2 separate regions of the Gossypium hirsutum genome follow, and region 1 is linked to region 2. Evidence: chromatin contacts called from public Hi-C data. All regions are on one chromosome and are shown on one strand. Each heading gives the region's core, a stretch centred on a gene start, on an enhancer-like site or on the middle of the called end of the contact. The rest is flanking DNA. Distances are from core to core; before and after follow the strand shown. Region 1 has its middle 30 kb from the start of LOC107921793. Region 2 holds the start of LOC107933528.

The links. Hi-C and Micro-C count contacts between places; a contact is called where the count stands out from the background.
Region 1: a Hi-C map of leaf shows a contact between it and region 2, with 2.0 times the contacts expected there. The contact joins the enhancer-like site here to the promoter of LOC107933528 in region 2. A contact is called at or near these places in 6 of 34 Hi-C or Micro-C datasets (callus and leaf).

Annotation. Positions count from the first base shown.
Region 1 is chrA12:33,517,200-33,524,474 of Gossypium_hirsutum_v2.1, forward strand. It overlaps the pseudogene LOC107933599. Among protein-coding and RNA genes, the nearest start is that of LOC107921793, 30 kb to the right of the region's middle. Within about 2 kb of position 4,127, at least 6 of the 9 cell types and tissues checked have an H3K27ac peak or open chromatin away from gene starts, as enhancers often do. A contact at or near this core is called in leaf, where this site is marked.
Region 2 is chrA12:33,204,564-33,211,704 of Gossypium_hirsutum_v2.1, forward strand. It overlaps LOC107933528, which reads right to left and starts at 1,593. Exons shown (of 3, transcript XM_016865791.2): 1 at 1,532-1,593.

The DNA.
Region 1 (7,275 bases), core at 2,877-5,376, 320 kb after region 2:
TTAATAGTTTAAATTATCATGTTTAGTTCGGTAAGATTTACCGTTTTTATCTGTCAAACTTACTAAGCATATAAGCTTACTTGTATTACTTGTTTTCTTCTTGTAGATATCATTTTGCGAAACGGGCGATCGGATAAACCTTCGAGTCACACTATCAAGTTGAATTTGGTAGTTTTTGGATGTTTATTTTGGCTTATATGGCATGTAATACGTTTAAGATGCAAATGTTTTGAGATTTGGCATGTATATATGATGTGGCCTATCATAAGTGTGGTTGCTTGTAAGATTAAGATGTGAATGACATGGTAATGTTATGTGTTCACTTGTATTGTGGTTAACTTGTAATCTTTTTGCATTGTTAATGTTTGGATAAAAAATTTGGTATGTTTAAAATGGGTAGAAATGTGTACAATTGTGCTAGGTGTGAGTTAATGTTATATATTTGTGGCATGAAAGTATACCTTTTGTCTTAAATTGTTTTGATTTGATTTGAGGTGCCTTTGAATGGCATATTGGTTAAAAGATTTAGGTTGTTTGAATTGATATGTTTTTTAATGTTTAAAGTGTTCTTAAGTCAATTAAATGCAATATCAATTGGGGTAACTTGTTTGGAAAGTTTATGTTTTGAAATGGCTTGTTTTGGGGGAATTTCATTTATTTATTTTATTTTAGTTAAACATTTATTAATATAATGACTTGATGTTACTTGTTAGGAACTGTCAACGTGTTGTAGCATCCTGTAACCCTAATCCGACGACGATGGTAGGTGAAGGGTGTTACAGGGGTGCTCTGAAAGAGGAAGATCGAATGGAGGAGTTTAGGAAAGCTTTAGAGGAATGTCAATTAGAGGACATTGGCTACTCCATCCAAGTTTCACTTGGGAAAGGGGAAATTTTGCCGAAAAAAAACATTAGAGAAATACTTGATCAAGGTGTGGCGATGGTTGATTGGGTGCATATTTTCCCAAAGGTTTCCTTGCAGCATTTACCACATTCATTCTCTGACCTTTTCCCTTTTGTTCATTCAAATCAACAAAAAAGACTATAGGAAGACAAAAAAGCAATTCAGGTTTGAGGAGTGGTGGAGCATGGAAGATTCATATGAGCCAGAAATTAAATGGCTATGAGTAACTAGCTCGAGGGATCTGGTGGAAAGGCTTGCAAATATGATTTCAGGGATGTTGGCTTGGGCTAAAAGGGTAAAATTAAAAATAGGGGATCTAACGAAGAAGCTTAATAGAAGGCTTGAGGAGTGAGACAATTAAAAGAGAACAGACGAAACATTAGTAAAATTTATCAATGTTAAGTAGCACTTAAACTTGAAAGCGGAGAAAGAAGAGAAGTATTGGAAACAGTGGGTGAAGGTAAGTTGGTTGAAAATGGGAAACTGGAATACATCTTTTTTGCACAATTTTGCATCCCAAAGGCATTGGGCTAACCAGGTTAGTGGACTACAAAATGGGGAATGCATATTGGTTATGGAACATTTCGAGATGGAAAGGGTGGCAAGAAATTATTTCATTGATCTTTTTTCAACCAGAGGAATTGGAAATCTAAATCACCTTTTATCGAGGATGGCAACGTGCGTAACAGATAGTATGAATCAGGAGTTGATGGCCGAATACAAAGGCAAGGAATTTTTTGAAGCTTTGAAGACAATGGGCCCAACGAAAGCATCAAGGGCAGATGGCTTCCAGCCTTGTTTTTTCAAAAATACTGACACAAAATTGGACAGGATGTTTACGTATTTTGTCTTAACATACTTAATGGTGGTAAGCCTCTGGAGACTATTAATCTAACTAATATAATGCTTATCCCAAAATAGATCATCCTACGAATTTAAAGAATTTCAAACCTATAAGCCTTTGTATGGTGTTGTATGAAGTTATTGCAAAAATCATTGTAAATAGACTACAAAAGGTGCTTGAGACTTGCATTGACAAAACACAAAGAGCTTTTATGCCTGGCAAACTAATTACAAACAATGTACTCCTAACTTACGAAGTTTTACATGCTTTTAAACAAAAGAGAACAAAAAGAACAGGCTACTTGACTTTAAAGTTGGATATGAGCAAAGCTTGCAATCGGGTGGAATGGTCGTTTATTCAAAGTATGATGTTGAAAATGGGATTCATGAGGCCTTGGGTGGAATTCATAATGCAATGCATCAACTCGGTACAATACTCATTCATTTTGAAAAGCAAATTCGATAAAAACTTTAAGCTAACTAAGGGATTAAGACAAAGAGACCCATTGAGTCCATATTTGTTTTTTATTTTGTAGCGAAGGGCTTTCAACCCTAATGAGACGAACATGGCAAGATGAACTGCCGAAGGGTGCGCAAGTGTGCCGAAGGGGACCTCAAATATCTCATCTGATGTTTGCAAATAATTGCATTTTATTCTAGGCGAGCAATAAAGGAGCAAACATTATCAAAAACATTCTTAATGAATATGAACCAAGTTCGAGACAGTGTGTCAACTTTGACAAATCTACTACTTTATTATTCAAATGTATCGGATTAGGATAAACTAATTGTTTCTCAAACACTTAATTTTAGGGTGTCAATGGATCCAAAAAAATTTTGAGCTTGCCAGCCATAGTGGGGAAAGGCAAACGACATGTTTTTCAGGACTTGAAGGACCAAATGAGAAATAAGATAAGTGGTTGGAGTATTAGGCACCTCTCACGAGGTAAGAAAGTTTTCATAAAAGCCATTTTGCGATCCCTACGTATTTTATGTTACCGAAATCACTATGCACGGAACTGGAGAGTACTATTGAGACCATTTGGTGGGAAAAATGTCACAGTAGATTAGGGATTCACTGGTGTAAATAGAGGCACTTGTGCGAACTTAAAGAAAACGGATGCATGGGTTTTAGATGTTTAGCAAAGTTTAATTTGGCATTACTTGCGAAGTAGGGGTGGCATCTGATTTGCTATTCGAATTTGTTGCTCGCTTGATCATTAAAAGCTAAATATTTTCCAGATACGAAATTTCTAAGTTTAGAGTTTAGGGAATCTGTCTTCGTATACTTGGAAAAGTGTGTGGGCAGCTAAGGGTCTTCTTGCGACGGGTTGTGCTGGAAAATAGGCAAGGGCACTGCAGTAAGGGAAGATGCCTTGATACCTGGGAGTGTAGATTACAAAATTTAGAATGGAGTTAGTAATCTATCCATTCAAACAGTGGCAGATTTGATAGACCCAACTGCAAGAAAATGGAGAGAAGAGTTAGTTTGGACTACCTTGATGGGATGCACAGAGGATTTTGTGTATTCCCTTGGCAAAAGTTCCCCAGGAAGACCACCTAGTATGGTAAGGAGAGTCGATCGGCGAATACACTGTTCCTAGTGCTTACAGAATACTCTTACAAGGAATACAAGGAGCTAATCCTACTCTGAATCGACAAACCCGTTCCTCGCTTTACAAAAAATTATGGCTACTGGAATTGCCCAACAAATCAAAATAACAAACTGGAGAACATCCCAAAACTTTTTGCCTATTTTTGCTAATCTACATTATAGAAGACTAACTGGATCTGCAGGCTGCCCAAAATGTCCGGATGGTGTCCAAACGGTGGAGCAAGTTTTCCGGGATTGTCAGAAAGCAAAAGAGATCTGGCAGCAGCTGAATATCACGCGGACGGCGGTGGCATCAGATATGAGCTTCAAAGACTGGATGGCCCTTTTTTTTTAAACTAATTCCAGACACCAATGTAGAATCTTTGGTGGCGCAATTTGGGCGATTTGAACTGGGAGGAACAAGCTTCTGCTCGAGGGCAAGAAGAAAATAGCATTAGATGTGGCAAACTTTGTAAGAGATTATCTGAAAGAATGAGATGGGATGAGTCAGAAAACCCCTGTCAAGACAGGAGAGCCAATACAGTGGAGGCCACAGAGCGGGCAGGCTGTAAAGATTAATTTTGATGTGGCTTTCAGTAAGCATAGAAACAGATCGTGCTCAGGAATTGTTATTAGAGAGTGAAACGGTACGGTGCTATGTCAAAAAATTTCTTTGCATAAAAACATACCTTCTCCATTTGCGGCCGAAGCGATGGCGTGCTTGCAGGCGGCCAAGTTGGGGCTGGACCTGGGGATATTGACGGCGGAGATCGAGGGGATGTCTTATCCGTGGTACGGCAATTGCAAAATAACAGAATCGAAAGATATCGAGAACACCAAATCTACCTGTGTCGGGTACCAGTCCTGTGTTTTCAGGCATATGCCGAGACAGGCGAACGGATCTGCACCGATGCACGGCGGTTTTCAAGAGAAAAGGAAGGTATATCAGATGTTTGGGATAGGGCCGGTGCCTCTTCGTTTGGCTGGGTTTCCATTTTTTTAATTAATGTTTTCTTTTAACATCTGTTTGGCTTCTCAAGGGCCGAATATTGATTATTTATTTAATAAAAATCCACCCGTTGTTTAAGACTGATTTCATGAAAATAAAAATGATTTGTTATTTTTATATTCAAAAAAATTTATTCAATTAAAAATAGATTTCTTTTTCCTGAAAACATAAAAATCCGTCTAATATTAATTAAACATCTGTAGATGCTATAAAATTACTAATGGCAAACAATATTGCTGATAACATGATGCAATTATCCCGAATTCAACCTTGTTCTCTTTTAAGTACTATAATAATGTAAAGCTACAGAAATTTCCTATTATAATTTACAGTAACAGTACTAGATTCTGAACACACAAGCTTTAACATTTAAAAGAAAAAAAGCTACAACTTCCTCTATCATTTCCCCAAATTCAGCCTTGAGGAGCATTTTCCTTCAGCATTTAAGACACCCATTGATGCAAATTCCATTACCAGAACTTCTCAGCTCAACTCCTCCTGCACCACTATTGGTGGTGCGTTTGGCTTGGGTCGGAGGCGGCAGGATTCAGGCCTTCTTTCCCCATTTGTTGCACTTCAAGTGGAGATAGTATCTTGATATACCACACGTTGTTCACGAATTCCCTGATTATCACAAAAGCATTCGATGAAAAAAATAATAATCCACCAAAACCACATCTTGAGAAATCTAACATTTTCATCACTGAACCCATCCACCATTCTATTTTACAATAGAGCCAAGCTAGAGAAGTTGGGAGCTTGAACATGCAACATGCTGTCAGGAATATAAAATCATATGGGAAAAAGAATTCCAGAACATCTAAAGATGAGGTTGTCATCATAAAGAAACTGAAAAATCTCAATGTCCTAGAGATTTATAATCCCCTAGTATTTTAGATTGGTTATTTAACTCATTTATCAATCTTGATTAACTTCTCAAAGATTAATAAATTGTATGGCCTTCACAACTTTAACCTCTACAATAAGCCTTCACTTCCATACAACCCTTTCATTTGTTTGAATCTGTTGTGTATCAACAAATATATTGCACATACGAAACAAATCGTTTGTCCATTCAATTTCACTAGACACTTGCATAATAGATTCTTTTACAACCCTTTGATCCTCTTAACCTTTTCAATTTCTGTTCCTTGAATGATTGTTTGATCCTCAGTAGTGATGTCAACGGAGCAGGGCGGATTTTTTCTGGCCCCGAGCCGACATACTGGATGTAACCCGAAAACTGGCCCCAACTTCAAAACAACTTAACACTCCTGAACCCGACCCTACCCCACCTTGATTTGTCAGAAGTTATTTTTTTTTAAATATTAAAACAACATTTTTTTAGTTAACAAAGCAATTGCAAAACACGGTTAAAGCATCATAAAAAACGAGAGGTAGGAACATTACAGTAATAGAACTACAATAAAATATTTCTGAAAGCTATAACTTGCACATTCTAACTAAATACCATTGCAAAATAATTTGCAGTACTTCTAGTCTTGTAGAAAATAACTTCATGACGTACAAATGAATATTTTAGAATTATTGCACCCCCACCCCCTTTTTTTTTCCTTCTCCTGTGATGGCTCCATCTTCCCTTCGTAGATTCAAGGCACAAACGCATCTTTAAAAGTTCTATATTCATTTTACAAAAAAAAAAAAAGGTTCTAGTTAAACTTTCTCTATAACCACTTCCATCTGTCTGCCAAAATTTTCAATGTTAGAAAAGTGGACTGTTATACACCTGTAACATCTAAAACACCTTTAACAACATTTGAGATTCAAATTATATTTGGATTTTTTTTAATTTTTAAATTAAAAACTATAATATATTAATTAGTGAGATTTAGATCGTACCTTTAATAAAATATTACTAATGTAATTACATTTAATAAAAATTATTTTCATTTAATAATATGATTAATATATTTTATATATAAATTTTAAACATTTTATTGAAATAATATCTTTAATTAAAATTTATTATTTTTATTGCAATTAAAAATAGAACTAATTTTACTAAAATTTGAGACGAGGTTGTTAGAAAGAACTAATTCAGTAAAGAGTATACTTTATACTTTATGGTTGTTATAGATGAAAAGCTATTATAGAAGGTAAAAATAAAACATAAAAAATCAATTTTACAACAAATTTGGCTGTTAGAATGAAATGTTGTTATAGAGGGTGACCATTATAGATAGAGCTTAAGTTCTTTTTTCTCTAGATAAAAAAATTCTATATTCTTAGAAACCAAGAGTGGATGACTTTCACCAGTGTTTCAGATCTTTATAACAGTTGGGCCATGATAATAATAGCCTACAAACATTCCAAGTAACCCCAAATACTTGCAAACCAAAATGACAATTCAATGACTTCCACTTTCAGCAGACCCTCCTAATGTAGACAGCATGTATGCAATAAAAGATTAAAACCAGGATGCGTGAATCCTATGTCCTTTTTTGTCTGGTTAATTGATTGGGCTTACATAGGTGGTAGAATCAAGTTGACTTTCAAGTATAAGGAAATTTTATTTTCAGTAAGTTGTGTTTTGACATGACTTATATACAGGTTTTAATGCCTATGTTTAAGGTTTAGTTAGTTTCAAAACCCAACTTAAGCAGCTAACAGTTATGAGAGCTTGCACTTCTTCATAATCTCTGTCTATAAAATAAATACAGACCTCATGCAGCATCTTTAAGCTTGCACTTTCCTAATCACAGCTAAGGCTTGGTGTTATGACCATAACTTAAGATGTTGATAGGAATGAAACTCTACTTATCATTCATAATGTCTGTCAATAAAATGAACATTGCTGTAGCCATTCATATCTTTTAAGCTTCCATTTTGCTCGTCTAATTAGGTTTTTTTTATAATTTTATTTCTTTCAATGACTCTCCTTATTATCTTGAGTATGTGTCTGCTC
Region 2 (7,141 bases), core at 343-2,842:
TAGTAAAATGTCTGCAGATCCACAACTGGGCATATGGTACAAAAATGAAAATAATATAGGCTTAACTTGATATCACAAAGAAAAATTTAGTAAATTTGTAACCTACTAGTTGTTAGCAAATGGATGTTAAAATTACATACGGACCAGATGCAAACTTTCTGAAACTTCCATTTACACTTTGCTCAGGGGACGACACCAAATCACTTTGTTGAGAGCCTGAGTCAATTCATGCACTCATAAGATAATTCTGTGGCAATCTAGATGTCAAAGCACTGGTCGTAAAAGGTGAGATTTTGGAGAAGTTTTATTGAGATTTCAGATTAGTTCTGGGGGTTTAACTTGAGAATACTTGCTCCACATCAGGCACACACAATCAGCAGTATCCATTAGAGATATTAGTTGAGGAATATGAGGTAAAAAACAACAGTGATTTTAATGAGATGCCTTCAGGAGCAGACTTTTTTGTATTCTAAAAATAATGTCTCAGAGTAGAGAGAAAACTTCTGAACAGGCTTCTAATGGAAAATTTAGAAAGACCAACCAGGAGCTGAACATATCCTCAAGGAATTAGAATACAAAATATAGAGAAATAAATGGAAAATGCTTATAGAATCAATTATGTCACCATTAATGACAATGACTCATTACATGTTTGAGGTAAGCAATTCAACAATAACACGAATTATTGCATACAATTCATAGTTCCCCGTTGATATAAATGTATACATATTTGATTTGTGGAATTTAAGTGACAGCAGGTGCATAAAACAATGGGAATAACCAATCTAATCTCATATCAACAATATACAAAAAGTTCATTTCTAGCAAACAATTGAAGCAAACAAGAGTCCTTGGAGCCAAATGCTGCTCATTAGAAACTTTTATAACACATTTTTAACAATTAGAAAGCAATCAGTACATCAGATTCATAGTAATTCACTCCAATCGAACAAATTAGGTTGAAATACGGACAACATAACAAAATAAATCAAAGGAAAAGGCAGACAAGAATCATACGCAGTAAAAAAAAAACATATGAGAACAACTGATCTGTTGAATACTAAACAGCTAAAACCTAATATTTCCGTAATTAATTTATAACCCGCAAAAAGAGGAAGAGATTAAGGGAGACAATATTGTGAAAGAAAAGACTCACCAAACTTCATAGTAAAATATTGAGCAGAGAATACGTAAAATGGAGAAATGTGAGATGCAATATCGTTGGAGAGTCAAAAGCTCGCATTATTCAGTGTAAATGCGGCAATGTGAGACTGTGATCATTCGAACCATTAAGCATAAAAAGGAAAAAGAAAAAAACATAATGTGGAGCAATAATGAGTAATGAGAGCGAGATCTTGATGCTTTCCTTCCGCCATAAAACATTTTTCAACCAAAAAAAATGAAATAGGTGCTTTATACTTTGCAATAAGTGATTGTGAAGATGGAGATAATATATAAAGGATTTGAAAATGTTAAAGACCAAAAGAGAAAATGAAACTGAAACTGGGACATGAGATAGCAAAGAACTTACAAGAAGACAAGAAATATTCCGAGCAGGCTCATAGAGAGGGAAAAAGAAAAAAAGAAAAGAAAAAAGCTGAGGAATGACAGAGTATTACTGGTTCATGTTTGTTGTCCCCACTCATCCAATTGACTGCTGGGTCCCACTCACGTGATTTTTTACATCCTTCAATTCCTATGCTGCTGCTCTCTTTCTCGAAAAGAATTATTATATTTGCATGCGCTTTAAAAAAATAAGATAAAAAAATAAAATAATCTTAAAATAATACAACTAAAAAAATATTTATAAAAATGGTACATTTCAGGGTGGTGCCACATATGGCTGTGGCGTGAATATTTTTGCTTCGATAATTTTTATCATTTTTTGTTAAAAAAAAGGTTAAAAATAAAAAAAACTAAAAATTTGAAAAAAAAAAAAATTTGCCTGACAGCACCGGTCACGCCTAGGGGAGAGGCGGCACCGGTCACGCCTTCCCCATAGGCGACACCAGTGCTGCTGCCATGGAAGAAGAAGAAGAAAAAGAAGAAGAGGACGGCGGGAAAGGAAAGAAAGAAAAAAAAGGAAGAAGAGGGAGGGAAGGAAAAAGAAAAATAAGGAAAAAAATAATAGAAAGGAAAGTTTAGGGTTTAAGAAAGAATAATTAAACCCGTGTTTTAATTGCTGTAATTTTTTTTCTTTTCTGTTTTTTTACAAGAATAATTAAAGTGTTAAAAATATAAATTTTTTTGTTATAAAATTTAATTTGTTTTTATTATTATTGTTGATTTAATTTGAATTTAATTTTTAATTTTTAATTTTTAATTTTTAATTTTTAATTTTATTTTTATAAGGTATTATTTGGTTAAAAAGAGTTATTAAGGTATGTTTGTATTTATTTTATATTTTTATTGATTTATAATTTATTTTTAATATTTATTGGAGTAAAAAAACCTATTTATGTTATGTACAAGGAATGTTTTATTTTTATGTAATTTATTTGTTATGTGTGTTTTAGATTGATTGGTATATTTTTTATGTAACTTAAATTACTTGGCATGTTATAATTATCTGTTGTAATTAATCATTACAAATTGGTTACTTATCTTGTACAATTAACTTGCAAAATATTACACTATACTAAATTATGAGTTAAAAAATTATATCAACTTTTAAAATAACATAAAAAAATTATACCGACATTTAAAATAACAATACATACAATTATACATATAATATTTCTATTGAATAAACTAAGAGAAAAAAATTACAAATTTATAAACTTAAATATTTACAGATAATAATATTTCTATGTTATTTGTATATGTAAATATTTAAGTTTATAAATTTGTAATATTTCTATAATAATATTTCTTTATTATTTGTATATATAAATTAAATTTTATAACAAAAAAATTACCTTTTAAAAATTTTAATTATTCTTCCCTAAACCCTAAACTTTCCTTTCTATTTATTTTTTTTCCTTATTTTTCTCTTTCCTTCCCTATCGCTTCTTTCTTTTTTCTTTTTTTCTTTTCTTCTTTTCTTTTCCGCTGCCCTTTTCTTCTTCTTCTTCCATGGCAGCAGCACTGGTGCCGCTTATGAGGAAGGCATGACTGGTGCCGTCTCTCCCCTAAGCGTGACCCACTGTCAGGCAAATCCCTTTTTTTTTAGATTTTTGTTTTTTTCGTTTTTAAGCTTTTTTTAACAGAAAATGACAGAAGTTGTCGGAGCCAAGGTGGTCACGCCACTACCATAGGCGGCACCACCCTAAAATGTACCATTTTCGTAAATACTTTTTTAGTTGTATTATTTTAGTATTATTTTATTTTTTATCTTATTTTTGTAAAAAACCCGCTTTAAAGTAAATAAATGAGCCTAAATTAGACAAGAGCTCGTCTCAAAAGTCAGAGTGTTTTAATAAGAATATAAATCCAAAAAATGGTTAGACAAAAAAAAAGTTTATTTAAAAATTAGTTTGGATTTTGGGTAAAGGTTTTTTATTAGAGTTTTGTCCTGGATATGTAAAAAGTTGCTATTTTCCTGTTGGTTTTCCATTATTTTATTGTTATATTTTATTATTATGTTACTTCTATTTTGTTATTATTGTTTAGATATTGTATAACTCTTATTTTATTATTAATTTTGTTACTCTTTATAGGCATTTACTTGTTAAGTTGCACCTATCTTAATGTTTACTTGTTAAGTTGCACCTATCTTAATGTTATTTAAGTATAAAGTTGCACCTACCTTGTGTGAAATTGGCATTGTAGGTCAAAACATATGATGGCATAGTGAGGAATACAAAGTGGCTTGGAAGATTGGACAAAAAGAACCCTTGTCGGGACAATGAGTTTACTGACTTGGTCATAGAGACCTCGTGTCTGGCATTGTCGGGACCATGAAAACAATCTTGTCGTGATAAGATGCCCACTAACTTGGCTATGAAGTTTGGAGGATCTATGTCTTGTTGCGATCACAAAAAACACCTTAATGTGACACCACTCTCTTTGTTTAAAGACATGAAATAGACCATGTAACAGCCCGATTTACGGCCTAGTCAGAATAGTGGTCTCGGAACCATAAATTCAGAGTCAAATAAATTATTTTATTATTATTTTTGAGTCATTGCATGTTTAATATAGTGCATGAAAATTTTGATGGAGAAATTTTAACATTTGCGAGCCTAATTGCAAAAAATGACTAAATCGCATAAAATACAAAAGTCCTAAATTGATAGTTAAAGGTGTCAAATAGCTAGAGAAGAAAAATTGGGGGTCTTTAAAGGGTAATTAGACCCTATTATGATAGCATAGTTGGCCATGAGAAAAAGATGAGACAATTTTCAAGGTTAGGTGGAATTGGGTAGCTTATTTGACTAAAAAGGAAATAAAATAAAGAAAGATGATATTATCCCTTTTCCATCTTTCTCAACTGATTTTCAACCATTGTTGGGGGTTTTTGAACTTCAAAATTTTCAGCAACTTATCATCCTTATAAGTAAGTGATTTTCATACCTTTTGTTGATGTTTTTTGCATTTTTTAGACCCTTAAAGCATGAGCTTTCAAATCAGGGGTATATGTTGCAAAATGATTAAGAGTTTAGGGTTTTACCATGAGAGAATATAGGGTGTTTTCTGAAATTTTATGGAAGAATATTAGTTTTAGTTGTGTAATAGACAACTTTTGTGAAAGGTATTAGCATGAAAACACCTAAAATGACTATTTTGCACAAGTTGTAAAATAGTTAATAAATGTGTGAAATAGAAAGAATTTAGAGTTACTATAAGAGTAAAAAGAGGCCATCTAGACTTAAGATGCAAAGAAATTCGATAAAAAATAATTTTTGAGCATAGGGGTAAAATAGTCATTTTGCCAAAGTCTAGGGGCAAAACGGTCATTTTACCGAAGATATGAATTTTTAATTGCTTAATTTTATTTAGTGATTAAATGAGTGTGTTATGCTATTTTAGATCAAGAATTGTCAAATCCGAACCTAGACCGGGGGAAAGCTATGCAAATCAACTAAACCGACTAGTCGTGTATATTTTGTAATCTGAGGTAAGTTGTATGTAAATATTACAACTACATTGCTATTATATATGCTCGAATTATTATAGCATGAATTGCTTGACTGTGGAATTGAGAATGTTTAATGACAATCGAGATAGTAGAATTCCCGTTAGAACCTTAGGAAGTGCCTCGGATATTCATACCATGGCATTTGAGTCATTTGTGTGTGGGCTAATGTAATACATGTCTAGGACATGCATCGGCCACATTATAAGAGCTAATTTAAGACCATGTCTGGGACATGGCATCGACATTGAGACGAAAGCTAGTGTAAGACATGTTTGGGACATGCATCGGCCTCGAGACGTAAGCCAGTGTAAGACATGTCTGGGATATGCATTGGCTACGAGATGATAGTCAGTGTAAGACCATGTCTGGGACATGGCATCAGCTTGAGATATGAGCTTGTGTAAGACCGTGTCTGGGACATGGCATCGGTACCTTACCCACGTTTGAGGCTTAATGAATATCCGGTAGTATTCCGAATGGTTCAATGGTGAAAGTTATGTTCTTACATTAACGAGGAAAGTATAACCGTGTTGTGAGTGGTACAGGTACCTAATTTATATATAATTTGTGATTTGTGTGGACGGTAATGAGTAAGTTATACTTATGCCTACCTTGGTATTAGGAGCATGTTGATTTTTGATATATTGTTGTTGTATATTTACTTATATTCAACTTGCTAAGCTTTTATGCTTACTCCATTTTCTTTCCATTTCCTTACAGTGCTGCCTAACTAGTTCAAGGATCACAGAAGTCAGAGATATCGATCACACTATCAACCAAAGTATTCGATATAGTTGGATTTATATTTTTTAATATGGCATGTATAGGACTTAGACTTTATTATTTTGTGTCTTTGAGAATTGGCCAAATGTGTTGGCTTGGTTGGAAACCCTTCAATTTGTATTAAGTTTTGAATGATAGTTAATATTCATTTTGAATTTATAAAAGATACATTACCATGGTTAAATGAATGTCTAATGTGACTGAATTGGTTATATGAATTGTGCTTGTTTTGGTATTGGCTGGTATTTGTACGAATTAGGTATGTAAGGGTGGCAATGAGGCTTGGTAAATAGCCTTATATTGTCCACACGGGCAGACACACAGGCATGTGTCTAGGCTGTGTGTGACAGACGGTCTTCCCCCTGAGCGTGTAGTTCGGGCGTGTGTCCCCTGCATGTAAAAATTTCAAGTCAGTATGCATGGTAGTAAATACATGGGCAGAGACACATCCATGTGTCTCAGCCGTGTGAGGGACACAGCCCAGCACACGGGTGTGTGCCTTGGCTGTGTGACATCCTGAGCATGCTGACGTCAGAAATAGAATGTCCATGTTTTCATACACGGGCTAGAACACGGGCATGTCGTGGCCATGTGAGGGATACGGTCCATTGACAGGACGTGTGTCTGGCTGTGTGAGAACCCCTATAGGTGTGAATTAGAAATTAATTCTACACGGGTTTAGGACACGGGCGTGTCCCAGAGTGCTTAGGTCGTGTGAGCCCCACTGGCCATCAGTACGACCATGTCGAAATGGTCACACGGGCGTGTTACCCTTCCACATTGGCGTGTGCCCTGTTTTAAAGACAATTTCTTAAGGTTGGTTTAAGGACCCGGAATGGTTTTAAATTGTTATCAACGATCGATTTGGGACACGTAGGCCCAAAATAAGAAGATTAAAGTAGAAATTGAAAAAGTTTTAATTTGGATCGAGTCTCGATAATTTGAGATTGGTTGTGTGCATGAAATCAAGTTAGGTAATGCCTTGTACTCCGCCCCAACGTGGATACGAGTATAGGGTGTTACAGACCATCGTTGTCAGGACAACAAGCTTGACGTTGTACTGACAAGACCATTATAACTGCAAGATCTAGAGCGGTTACTAAGGGTAACTTTAGGAAATTTTGACCTAACCATTGACTTTTTGAGCTTCAATTTTCTTTCAAATTAAGGGGAAAATGTAATTAAACTATTTTTAAATCATTAATATAAATGTTGCTCCTTATAATAGCTAAAAAAATAGGAGGAAAGATTAGATAGAATAAAAAATTTGATTTGTTG